Linked DNA regions of Oryctolagus cuniculus: region 1 is linked to region 2. The links are chromatin contacts, called in public Micro-C maps. All regions are on one chromosome and are shown on one strand. Each heading gives the region's core, a stretch centred on a gene start, on an enhancer-like site or on the middle of the called end of the contact. The rest is flanking DNA. Distances are from core to core; before and after follow the strand shown.

The links. Hi-C and Micro-C count contacts between places; a contact is called where the count stands out from the background.
Region 1: a contact with region 2 is called in a Micro-C map of ear pinna, with 4 times the contacts expected there. The contact joins the promoter of LTBP2 here to the enhancer-like site in region 2. A contact is called at or near these places in 4 of 6 Hi-C or Micro-C datasets (ear pinna, embryonic fibroblasts, psoas muscle and 1 more).

What each region holds. Positions count from the first base shown.
Region 1 is chr20:20,677,526-20,684,107 of mOryCun1.1, reverse strand. LTBP2 (latent transforming growth factor beta binding protein 2) reads left to right here and starts at 4,849. Exons shown (of 36, transcript XM_008272051.4): 1 at 4,849-5,623. The coding sequence starts at 5,139.
Region 2 is chr20:20,601,860-20,608,098 of mOryCun1.1, reverse strand. All of the region lies in intron 3 of ISCA2 (iron-sulfur cluster assembly 2), which reads right to left. It overlaps LTBP2 (latent transforming growth factor beta binding protein 2), which reads left to right. Exons shown (of 36, transcript XM_008272051.4): 19 at 3,032-3,151; 20 at 4,002-4,124; 21 at 4,340-4,465; 22 at 4,766-4,891; 23 at 5,542-5,664; 24 at 5,763-5,888. Among named protein-coding and RNA genes, the nearest start is that of ISCA2, 18 kb to the right of the region's middle. Within about 2 kb of position 2,653, at least 1 of the 8 cell types and tissues checked has an H3K27ac peak or open chromatin away from gene starts, as enhancers often do. A contact at or near this core is called in ear pinna, where this site is marked.

The DNA.
Region 1 (6,582 bases), core at 3,600-6,099, 74 kb before region 2:
CTTGTCCTCGGACTCCTGCACGGCCATGCCAGCCCCCTGGATCCGCCTGCACACTCCCCCAGCCCACTGAGCTAGCCTCTGGGGACAGTGACAGGGTGTGCCCGACCATGATCCCCCCGGAACTCCCCCAGCCCCAGGGGAGGGCAGGAAGCCCCTGTGGTCTTCCTGGGAGGAATTAAAAGGGGGGGGTGCCTCCAGTTACCCAGTGGTCCTGCTCCTGTCTTAGAGAATCTATCAGGAGAAGCTATGCTTCCATCCCCCCACCACCCCGAGTTCTAGAAGCTCCCACCCCAGCCAGAGACTGCAGGTAAGTAGGATATGACCTCTGAGCTTCTGCGAAATGCACAGAGCTTGGGGATTAGCCCCCTCTTGCAGCAGAGCCTGGAAACGGCGGGAAGTGTGTTATTTTGAAGGTGGTCCTGGTGGCAGAACATCCCGGAGCGAGTGCAGAGTGCCGTGGTGGGAAAAGCGCCGGCCCTGGAACCGGGCAGACGATGAAATGAATCCTGGCTCCACTCCGGGCGGTGGGACCTCGGACCACAGGCTTCACCCCTCGGGGGCTGCGGAGACGACCCAGGGTGGCAAGCTCCCGGGGATAGGGTGAGCTTGTCTGCCTTCTTCTTGGTGGGTGGGGATGGCATTCACTGAAACTCACCCTGATGGCATTCGTCTGTCTGGACCCAACGTGGAGCCCCAGCCGGCATGCTATGGCAGGGTATGTGACAGGGCCAGAAATTCAGCACAGCCAGCAGCACCCCCATCACACCACAAACAGCTGGCATGCAGCTGGAGGCGGACTCCCCTCCTCTGGAAGCTGGCATTGGCTTAGGGCCCGGGGCCAGAAAAACCTGAGTGACGCGCAGTGCAGTCACCGGTAGCCTTGGGACGGTGGGTGGGTCATTTTGCCTCCTGGCTTCACTGGCTCCTCTGACAGGTGAAGGTATGGTACTTCCTTCATGAGATTATCCTGAGCATCCAAGGAGACCCTGACAGTCACTTAGCACAGCACCTTGTACACGGCAGTGCTCTAGAAATACCCGCCGGCGAACAGCGCAGCCGCCACTCAGCGCTTTTTCTCTCTTAAATAAATAAATAAAAAGGAAAGAAAACAGAGCTTCATCCACAGGAGACAGAAACGCTCGCCACAGGGGAATGGGAAGACCCTTACCAGAATATTCTGCAGGGGTATCCACTCGATGGCCACCCAGCAGCAAGTCAGGCTTGAGGGGTGGGGAGTGGGGGGCCAGGGACAGGCACTGGCCGGCCAGGGCAGGGTGGTGGTGAGTTCTACGGGATGTCACACTGCGGTGTCTGAAGCAGAGGGGCTCTGGCAGCTTCTGTGGGCCCAGGAGGCCTCTCTCTGCTCAGTACCGGGGTCCCGGCCGCCGGGTGTCTGCACAAGGACCCCCGGAGCCTGTGCGCTGCTCCCATCTGGAAGGCTGTGTGTCCAGCTAGCCTTCCTTCAGCATCCCGACTCCTGATTAACCAGGAAGCCTGTTCTTTGTTCTGAGCAGGGGAGCAAGCTCTCCTGGGGAGAGGAATTCAGGGCTGGAGGTCTAGGCGCTTCCAAAGAAGAAAGCTCCCCAGAATTCCGTCTGCGGAGAGCCTGCGCCGGAGCACAGGCAGCAGAGACCGGTCCTTGCTCCGGGTCCTTATTTACCACATTAGTTCGGGTTCAGAGAGCCCTCCGGCCGCCAGCACTATTCCAGCAAGACGTGGGGGCACAGTGAGCTTGCCCTGGGCACCCAGCAGCCTGCCGACCCCGGCATCGTGTGCCTGTGCCGGAATCTCTTTATCAGCACCTTGGGACTCTCTCGGTGGGGCTTTCCAGAGATGACTTCCCTTCCTGGAGCCAAGAGATGGGCGACTGGGCTCGGCCACCAGCATTCTGTGGCCTCATTAGGGAGGAAGTGGGGAGCAGGGTGGGGATGCCGTGAGTCAGGCGCCCTCATAAACAGCCCCTGTTCTTTCACCGTGCAGAGCGCGGGGGGTGGGGGGAGAAAGTTCTGGAAACTCCCCATCTCCAGGGAATGGAAGTGTGACAAGTGTGACCATTCGGGAATTCAGGACTTTGGTGATGACACCCCCCACCCCCACCCCAGTGATGGACCACTTAAGAGGGGAGGTGGGAGGGTGCATTCCTAAGAGCTCGGGTGCCAGTGGGGAGAACCGACCATGCTTGAATCCTGCACTTGCCACCGAGCAGCTAGCTGTGTGATCTCGGGCAAGCCGGGAGTCGTTTCCAGCCCGTGTTCTTCGCTGTCTGTGTGGAAACCAAAACGCCGCCTTCCCTTGGTGAAACGAGCCAAGTTATGGAGCACGCTTAACACAGCGCTTGGACCGTAGAGGACTCCATAAATTTTGGCAGCTTAAAAAAAAAAATAAAAGAACAGAACTCGAGTGTTTATGAGAGTGGCGATTCCAAAGCGCGGCATCAACAGGTTGCAGAATTCCAGGCGAGGGGAGGGGCGGGCAGCCAGGGGCAGACGCGCAGACGGGCGGCTGCTGTGGGTCTTCGGAGTAGATCAGCCATGCTGGGGGGTCCCCAGGAGCACAGGGAGGGAATTTACAGGGACCCCTTGTCCTGGCTGCGGAGTGGGCAGGCACTGGGTGGCGAGGGAGGGTTGGGGCTGAGGTCACGGCGAGAGGCTGAATGGGCGGCAGACGTCCAGAAATGCAGACGGAGGAGACGGAGCAGTAATAATGACTTGGACACATAGGAGGAAAAAATAGCTCAGGGACGCAGATGACGCCAAGGTTTCTGGCCCGGCGAGGCTCAGGGGGCTGCGAGGTGAGCGCTGGGGGAGGACGAGGTGAGCTTCCTGAAGGCACGGGGCAGGTAGGGGCGAGCAAGCGAGCTGCACCTGCAGAGCCGGGGCAGCTACCTGGGCAAGGAAAGGTCGGCGTGGAGGGAACAGAACATTCCAGGAACTGGGATGTGACGTTCGTCCCCAGATGCAAGGGCTAGGGGCCTCCGGAGCCAATCCTGAAGACGCAAGGCCAGAAACTTGGACCAACAGCTACCACTCGGGACTCAGTCGTTCTCCCTGAAAATGGGCGTGCGGCTCCTAGCCCTTGACGGGCTTATTCTTTCCTTCAGTTAGCCGCTGCAGCCCTGCCACTGCTTGGCTGTCTCATAGAGCCAAGGGCAGTTCCAGGCTCTGGGGAAGCCAGAGCGCTCGTGTGGCCTGGGGAGCCGCACCGTGAATGGCTTTGTAGGATGCTGACCAGGACTTCTCCTGCAGGCTCAGGAGGTGTGCGGAAGCTGCCGAGCCCAGCCAGGAGAGGCTAACCAGGCTCACGCTCCACGAGGCTTCCCTAAAGGCAAAACAGGTTCCACAAGGATCAGAGCCCGCGCAGGAGCCAGGTCTCCAAATGAAAGGCAGCCAGCCGAGCGCCGAGGGCTGGAAAGCAGGGTGCAGAGTGCCCTCGCGCCCCCTACAGTGAGAGCCTGGCACAGGTCACCTGTGGAAGAGGAGACGGGCGGGCTCCCCAAGGCCAGCCCTCCACGGAGGCCGGCTGCGTTGCTGGAAGCTACAGGCACCCCCGTGTCCCAGATGGTAGTGCTGGGTGGAGGTCCTCCAAAGAGACCCCCCCCACACACACACACCTCCAAGAGCACACAAGTGTAGGAGAAGCCAGGACTGGACACCTGTTCCAGTAGAGTTTGCTCCTTCCCTCTCCTGGTACCTTGACATGGAGAAACCTCTGCAGAAAGGGAGGCTCAGAAAGACAGACCACGCCCGGCTCCCCGCTGTGGGGTCTCTGGTCAAGGGACAGGCCTGGGGGGCAGGGGCAGTGTTCACTTGAATGGAACACTGACTCAACGGTGAGGTTTTGATTGGAACAGGAGCAGCCTCCAGTGCGTATGCACTGATCTTAGGAAACCACCCTGGCAGGGGTAGGCAGGCAAAGGGTCTTGCCCCAGGTGTCACCAAAGGGAGGGACCCCGGACATTCACCGCCGTGGGTTGAAGCCCCAAGCAGAGGAAAACGCAGCTGCTTCCGATTGTCCCTGCACAGGCTCCGACCATCCAAAATATCAGCTACAGAGGCAACCACGGGAGGGGACACAGAAACAGGGAAGATATCACTGGATGGAGAGACGGGAGCCAGCGCAGAAAGATGCACCCGTGGAATCCCACTCCAGGGAGTGAGGGCTGGAGTAGGACTCTGACCCAGAGGCAGGAGGCCGGCGTCCCTGCCCCCTCTTGGACACACAGCGTCTCCTTGTGTGCCCTTATTCAAGAGGCTTTGGGCCTGAACCTCTGTGAAAAAGAGGCAGGCCGGGGATTGATGAAGCCGAAGCTGCCAAGGCTGCTCCCCCGGCCCGGCTCCACCGCGGCCGCTACGCCGAGCCTGCGGCCGGCTCCACCAGGGGGCGCGCGCGCCCACGCGGCCCGGGCCCGGGAGCTCCCGGCGCTGCCCCGGCGCCAGCCCGCACTCGCGGTGGGCGCCCCCAGCGGCCGGGGCAGGCGGCGAGAGGGCCCGGGCGCACCTGCCCTGGGCTCTGTACCTGTTTCCCAGGCCTCTGGACCGCTCCCGCATCCCCCTGACTGCAGGCTGCCGCCCCGGTCATCCGTCCGGGAGTTTGTCCTCGAGGTCAAGGCCAGATTACCTCGGGACCGGTTAGCAGTGCGAGCTCGGCCAGGGCCGGAGAAGGGTAGCTCCGGGGCCCCTGTCCCGGCACACGCCATCTGCCCGGCCAGTCCTCAGTTCCTCACGGGTTAATCCCCCTCGCCGCCCGCCCGCTTCCCGGTGCCAAAGTGGGTGTTGCTGGAATTCCTGTCTCCCTCTCCGTAATGAGGGGGCCGAGCTGTCCCTCCGAGGAGGGGGCATGGTGTGGATAAAAGAGCCGAAAAAGCAGGAGGAGGTTTCCAAAAATAAAACCCTCCGAATCCCCTTCAGACGGCTGCAGCGCCGGGGCAGCGGCCGTGGGCGCCCGGCTGGAGACGCAGCGCCGACTCCAGACTCAGGGGGCAGCTCGGCCCCCCAGCGGCCGCCCTCAGGACCCCCTAGGCCCGCAGACTCGGACCGCCAGGCGGGTCGGCAGAGCAGTCCGCGGGCGGCCGGGCGCACCCACGACTGAGCCCGGCGCGGTCCCCCCTCGCGCTCCGCTCTCCAGCTGCCTCCTGCGCCATGGGGCTGCCGGCCACCTCCCGCCACCCGGGGCGCCCCCGGTGGAACCCCCGGCGGGGCTTCCTTCCACTCGTCCTGGCCCTCTTCGTGGTCATGGGCCATGCCCAGAGGGACCCGGTGGGGAGATACGAGCCGTCTGGCAGGGACGCGAACCGGCTGCGGCGCCCTGCGGTTAGCCACCCGGCCGCCGCTAACCCAGCCAAGGTGTACAGCCTGTTCCGCGAGCAGGACCCGCCCGTCCCGGGCTTGCCGCCCGCGGAGCGGACCCCGCCGGGCTGGGGGAGCCCCAGGAGGTCAGCCGAGGCGGAGGCCAGGAGGCCGCCCCGCGCGCAGCAGCCGCGCCGAGTCCAGCCACCTGCGCAGAACCGGAGAAACAGCGCCCTGGGCCAGCCGCAGCCCGCACCTTGGGCCCGGGCCGCGCCGGCTCTCTTGCGCAGCCGGACCCCGCAACGGCCCGGGGCCGCTCCGCGAGGGCGGCTCACCGGGTGAGCATGGGAAAGGGAAGCGAGCGGGACGCGAGGAGTGCGCGCGGGGGCTCCCGTGCGCTCCTTCGCGGAGGGGAGTGCGGGCGCGAAGTGGAAGCCGGCCATGCCCCGGTCCCTCCGCGGGGAAGCAGCCTCGAGTTTCCAGGGCCACGCTCAGACCCGCTTTCCGGGTGTCCGGGCAAAGCCCTAGCTCATCCTCTCCCTTTCTGGCCAGCTCGCCACGAGCCCCAATGTCCAGTGCCTTCGCAGGGCGCCTCTGGCGCGCACGCGCTCCTCCCGCGCTCAGCTCGCGCATCCGGGCAGCAGACGCCGGCGACGCTGCGACCAGGAAGCCCCGGGTGTCTGCGCCTGGAGCTGGGGGCACTGGGGAGGTTGGGCCGGGGCAAGGTTACGGGGGGCTACGGGGCCCAAGCAGACGACATCCTCTGGTAAGGGACTGACAACGAAGCCGCGCGCCCGGGCACGTGTATGGGTTAAGGCGCCAGTGGGCTGGGAGTGGAATGGGCGCGCGCTTGGGGGCACTGCGGACAGGACGTCGATCCGGATGTAGCGTCTGCACGGTGCGTACGTACGTGGAGAGTGGAGTGCTCTAGCGTGTGTGGCGCGACTTGCAGGGCTAAGCCTCGTTCCAATCCTCTGGGGGTGCCGCCCCCTGCTCGCTGCGGGGGTGCTGTCGCCCAGCGAAGACCCCCATCCTCCACCCCGGCTCCTCATGGCCCAGGGGGCTCAGCCTGGCCCGAGTCTGACAGGTGTCTCTAGATTGAAGACCCCGGAGCCCCGGGCACGGGGGACCCTCCGCAAGGCTGGGAAGGGCTCTGGCAGCCCTGCTTGGCCCGGGCGTGAGTTTTAGTAGGGTTTGGTCCTGGGGAGCAGCGTGAGGGCCGCATGCACCCCCAGTCCTGCTCCTGAGGCCTCGTGGCCCTTGCTTGCACTGTGGTCCTTGGCCTCATCCTGCTCTC
Region 2 (6,239 bases), core at 1,404-3,903:
TCTCCGCTGCAACCCAAAGTCTCTGGTGAAAGGCTGCGCAGTCTGGCCCAGGGCCCCGCCCACAGTCTCAATGGCATTTCCGTTGTCCCGAACTCCGGGGTTCCCACGGACAGGGGTGGATCCCCTGGAGACTGTCAGGGCCTTCCCTGTGCCCCACCCCCAGCCCACGCTCCCATGAAGGCAGAGGTCCCCATGCCAGAGCTGCACCCAGTCTGAGAACATAGGACCCTCCCATGTCCTGCTGCCCTCTGGGGAGCCCATTGCCTGGGGCCTGGGGGCTCTCTTCAGCAGCCTTGTCCTGAGAGGACCAACGGTCCGGTTGTAGGCACCGTGGCCCACTCCTTGCCCGGCTAATGTTGGTTGAGTGCCAGCTACAGCCATAGACATAACAGACACCTCCTGCCCCTGACAACCAGAGTACCAAAGCTTGCCAAAACATGCCATAATATTAGACTAAAAGTCAAACTCCAGGCGTGGTCTTGAGGGTCTAGCCATTCAGATGCCACTGAGGAGGCCCACAGCCCTGTCAGGGTGCCGCTGTGGGTGCCAGCTTCCTGCTGATGCACCCTGGGAGGCGGCGGGAGACAGCTCAAGTCCCTGGATCCCTGCCACTCATGTGGGAGACAGAGTTCCCGACTTCCGGTTTCCACCTGACCCAGCCCTAGCCAGTGCAGGTATTTGGAATGTGAACAGTGGCTAGATCTCTCTCTTTCTCTCTCTCTCCCCCATGTCCCCTTCAAATGAATCACATAATAAATAAATAATTTTTTAACGTAAAATGAAATCCAAACCCTAGACTAGACAGAACAATCTCCGCTCCGTGACTGGCTCCAGTGCAGGTCCCAGGAGGCTGGGGAAGAATCCCAGGGAATCTGCTGCTGCGATCCAGAGCCTTCAGCTGGCTCCTTTGGGGAACCACTGGGTCGCATCCACTGCCACGCAGGGATCCTTTCCCTGCTCAAGTGGAGCTGAGGGGCTGCTCTGCTCTCCTGGCCTCCCGCACCCACCTGCTGTCAGACTGCACACATGTGGCCATCGCAGAGGTGCCAGGATGGACTGGGTTCTGCTGCATCAACAGGCAAGCCCAGCCTTAGCCCGGCTAGGGTCTCATCAAGGCCTCATGTCCAACGCGGGTCAGCTGGGGGCTCTGCTGCTCCCTCCAGGACTCGGTTGAGGGAACAGCCAGTCTCTGGGATGTGGCCAGTTCCCTGGACAGAAGAGGGAGCCGTCTGGAGAGTGGAACACAATTAACAGGCTTGGTCCACAAATCACACACATCCTGCCCACTCGCAGCTCATCAGGCAGCACTAGTCTCCCAGCCCTGCCTGACCACAAGGGCCCAGGAGGCAGATACCTGCTGTGGCCCAGAGTGTGGAGGGCTGGAACACTTCCTGCCCAGTGTTAATAAGCACCCATGTCTCCTAGAGATGCAGCACGGGACACTCCCTGCACCAGCTCCAGGAGAGGTGCCCAGCACGGGTGGGACAGGGCACTCGAGCCCTCCGCTCCTGCTGCATCTGGTCTCCTTCCTGAGCTGCCTGGCCCCTGCAGCAGGGGGAAAGCCTCTGTTTTTCTCGGCAAGGACTTATGCTGCTTTCTTTTCACCTGCAAAGCCTCATAGCTCTGAAGCAGGAGTTGCCTGTCATTCCCAACGCCTTTGCCCACGTGTGCAGAGAGCTCAGCCAAGGCCAGCAGGCCAGGGTGCAGCCTGCCCTCGTCTGGGGGCAGGTGTCCTGATCCTACTCATTCTCTCTCTCAGGAACCCCTTAGAAAAATGTTTATTTCTTTATCCTATTTATTTGAAAGGCAGAGAGACAGAGAGAAAGACAGAAACAGATAGAGATCTCCCATCCACTGATTCACTCCCCCAAATACCCACAACAGCCAGAGCTGGGCCAGGCTGAAATTCCTAAAGCCAAGGGTTCAATCCAGGTCTCCCACGTGGGTGGCAGGGACCCAACAACTTGGGCCATCACCTGCTGCCTCCCAGGGTGCCCATTAGCAGGAAGTGGGCATTCCAACATGGGATGCAGGCATCCCAAGCCGCATCTTAACCACTGCCCCAAACGCCCGCCCCTAGAACCCCTTAGGAGAGTCCCGCCTGGTGTCATCACAGCACCACTGGGACTGCTCTGGGCTCTCTGCAGAGATGAGCCTTGTCCACGTGTCCCCAAGATTGCCTCAGAGTCATGGGCGTCTCCCCGTAGACACCCACCTGAGTCACCGCCTGCCGAGGGGCGGGGGGGCTCCCTCTTCTGGACACTCAGGGTGGAGCTTGAGAGGATCCAGGTCCCCGAGGACCGATGGCTTTGATGTGTCCTGACTCTGCAGACCCTGCCACCTCCACTTCCTGCCCACGTCCTGCTCTTTAGTGACCTCTGCTGGCCTCAGTCCCCTGCAGACAGGCTGTGCTCTGACCCTGCCTGACCAGCTGGTGCCCAGACTCATCCCTCTGTATCATGGGTGTGGGGAGACCTCCATGGCTCTCGGCCGGAAGGAGGGTCTGACCCCTGCCCGCCAGAGAAGCCTTTGGGCTGCACCGAGCTCCGGGGCTGGGCTTGGCGTGCATCCTCACTTCCTGTGCAGAGCAGCCCATCTCTGCTCCCTGCCCCTGGGGGGGATCAGAGCCCCAGGCAGCAGCCCCCACTGGCCACTGCAGCAGGCATGTCCTATCCTGGTAATGGTCCCTGCATGTAAAGGATCCAGAACTGACCCAGGGCGAGGTGGAGGCCCATCCCTGTCGGCTCTCCCACCCTCCCACAGCTGGTGGTGACCACGGCCCCCTGCGCCCACCCAGGGAGTGTCTCCCTTTCTCACAAGTTCTTCTGTTCATCTCTTTGGTCTGGGACAGTGGGTGGGAGGTGGAGTTGGGAACACAGGGAGACTCTCACTGTTTCCTACTCTTCATCTGTGCAGAAACTCACGTCCCTCCCCAACCAAGGGCAGGGTCAAGGATGTGCGTGGTCGCCGAGCTGCCCATGGGCTGGGGTTCCCAGGGACCGCCGCTGAGGGAAGGGCTGTTGTTTTGCAGATATTGACGAGTGCCGTCATCCTGGCACCTGCCCCGACGGGAGATGCGTCAACTCCCCGGGCTCCTACACTTGCCTGGCCTGTGAGGAGGGCTACAGGGGCCAGAGCGGGAGCTGTGTAGGTGAGGGCTGCCTGCCAGGGCACAGGGGAGGGGGCTCGGGGAGGGCGAGGCGGGCAGATGCGAGCAGCTGTGCTCCGTGATCCGGCATCGGGCATGAGAAGGGTGTGCTCCGGGAACTGGGGCTCTGCCCGCTGAGTCAGCCAGTTTGGGGGGTGGGGGGGCTCTTCTGCCACATCCGCTCTGGAGCCGGAGTCCAAGCTCCCGCGGGGTGGGGTGGGGTGGAGAGCCAGTGGTGAGAGCCAGCAGCCGGTCCCTCCGCAGTCCTGGGACCGTGGGGGCTTCGGCTCCTCTGCTTGTCACAGCGGCATCTAGATGGCACCCCGCGCTGAGCGGGGGCTGGGTGTGAGTGGCAGGAGGGGTGTTCCCTCAGCCCCCACAGGAAGAGGCTTCAGGATGCTGGGAGGGACTGAGTTTTGAATGGATTCTTTGAGGCTCTGCAGAGGGCAGATGTTTCCCAGGCCCCGGAGACGGCCACAGCCACCCCGGCACTGCTGGCTTCTGGTCACGCTGCCCGCCCACCTGCTGAAGCTGGGTTAGGGCTGGGAACATGCACTGGGTGGTTGGCAGGTAGGAGGCCAGCGGGGCTCAGAGCCACACTGAGATGGGTCAGGGGCCTGGAACGCCTCAGTCCGAGTGTCCTCAGCTGGCCAAACCAGCCCCAGGGCTGAGCGACCCTGTCCCCCTTTCTAGAACACATGGGGGCATTGCTCCATGATGCGGGACAGAGCTGAAGTGAGCGCTGGGGTGGACTGCGGAGCCTGGCCTCGTGGCCTCCACAGTGGATGCTGATTCCCTGGCCTGTGCCTGAGACACTCTAAGCCAGCCCGCCGGCTTGGGCTTCTCCCCCCAGATGTGAACGAGTGTCTGACCCCCGGGCTGTGTGCCCATGGGAAGTGCGTCAACCTGGAAGGTTCCTTCAGATGCTCCTGTGAGCAGGGCTATGAGGCCACCTCCGACGAGAAGGGCTGCCAAGGTACAAAGACGCCCCAGGCCCCTTCCTGCACAGACAAACCCGGCCTACGGCCCCTTCCCCTCGGCACACGCCCCCAGCCCCGTCCGTGCCCAACCCTGCATCCTTAGCCACGCTGACCCAACACTTCCCTGCCGAGACCCATCCTCCCCTGTGCCCCTGCCCGCCTGACAGCTGCTGGCTGTCCTGGCACATCTGTCCCCGACGGCCTGTTTCAGATGTGGACGAGTGTGCCAGCCGAGCCTCGTGCCCCACGGGCCTCTGCCTCAATACCCAGGGCTCCTTCACCTGCTTGGCGTGCGAGAGTGGGTACTGGGTGAATGAAGACGGCACTGCCTGCGAAGGTACCCTGAGGAGGGTGGGCTGGGGCTGGGCGCAGGGCACAGAGTGTGTGGGCCTTCTTACCTGCACCCGCCCCCAAGAATTCTGTTTGCCCTCAGCTCTGGGCTGACACTGAGGGGTTCCAGGTTAGGCCAAGGACCCATAATGCCCAAGAGGGAAGCCGAGGGCAGAGCTGCTCCTGCAGCATCCTAGGGACGGGGCACAAAGGGAGAGGGGCTGCCCCTCACCAGGGGCCCAGAAGTGCGGCGAGGCCTTGCTGGTCCCTCGCGGTCACTGACAATGATGGCCCTCTCTCTGCCCAGACCTGGACGAGTGCACCTTCCCAGGGATGTGCCCCACGGGGGTCTGCACCAACACCGTGGGCTCCTTCTCCTGCAAGGACTGCGATGCTGGTTACCAGCCCAGCCCCCTGGGCCGCACCTGCGAGGGTAAAAGCCCCCCAGGGGCAGGGGGCGCACAGCGGGGATGCAGGGGGCTGGCCCTTCACTCTTGGAGAAGGGAGTGAGCAGAGTGCCCCCTCCCACCCCCGACCTGAGGACAGAAACCAGAAAGGTAGCTGCAGGTCTGGGTGCAGTGGGGGCGTGGAACTCCGCATCACCGAGGGGCCCTGGTCTCCGGCAGCTGCCTGGGCCTCGTCCTGGCCCTACGAGACCAGACTCCAGAGGGGCCCTGGGAATCTGTTGTCTGACAAGTGCCCCGAGTGTTCCTCCCCAGGATGGGTGTTGGGACCTTACTTTGGAGAACACTGGCCGGTCCCGAGCAATCTGTAGCCAACTTTCAGCAGGGAGTTTCTGCCGCCTTCTCAGGGTCTCTGTGTCAGTTTCTGGGTTTATTTCATACTTGTTTTCCCCTGGCTTCTCTGAACTCCAAGCCTTTGCAGACATGATGCGGTCAGAGGGTCCTGGCCACCCCAGGCCGAGGGTCCTGGGTGTTGTGTGGGCAGAGCTGGAGAAGCCCAGCGGGGGGCAGGGGAGCTGCCAGGGCCCGGGCAGGTGACAGGGCCCCGAGAAACCTGCCCTTGGCCCCGCCCTTGGGTGCTGCTGCCATTGGCGGCCTCCCTCCTCCACGTGGCCTGCAGATGTGGATGAGTGCGAAGACGCCCAGAGCATCTGCCTAGGAGGCGAGTGCAGGAACACGGAGGGCTCCTATCAGTGCCTGTGTCCCCAGGGCTTCCAGCTGGCCAATGGCACCGTGTGTGAGGGTGAGCGGCCCAGGTCTCCCCGCTGGCGTTGGGGCGGGGGCAGCGAGGATGGGAGGACACACACATCCGGGACACCCACTGCCCGCCCTGTCCTGCAGATGTGGATGAGTGCCGCGAGGAGGAGCACTGTGCGCCCCACGGCGAGTGCCTCAACAGCCCCGGGTCCTTCTTCTGCCTCTGTGCGCCTGGCTTTGCCAGCACTGAGGGAGGCACCAGCTGCCAGGGTGAGACGCCAGAGCGTGTCCAGTGGCCAGCCGGAGGGGCCCTGGAGGCCGTGTCTAGAGCTCATGTTAATACCAATCCCGGAGTATGCTCATGCACCCCCCCCTGACTCCCCACCTAGGGATGAGAAGGTGGGAGGTGGGGGTGTGTGGAGGGAGCCAGCAAGCGGGCCAGGAAGGGACCCAGGATCTTTCCTGGGGGCTCCCCATGCACCCCTTGCTGCCCAGCTCCAGGGCCCCTCCCTCCAGCCCAGCCTCTGGCTTTCCTACCCCAAGCCACTCCCCAGCCCTGCTGTGGGCTACCCAGAGCCCAGAGGAAGATACCCAGACCCCACAGCAGGGGCCGCTGATGGC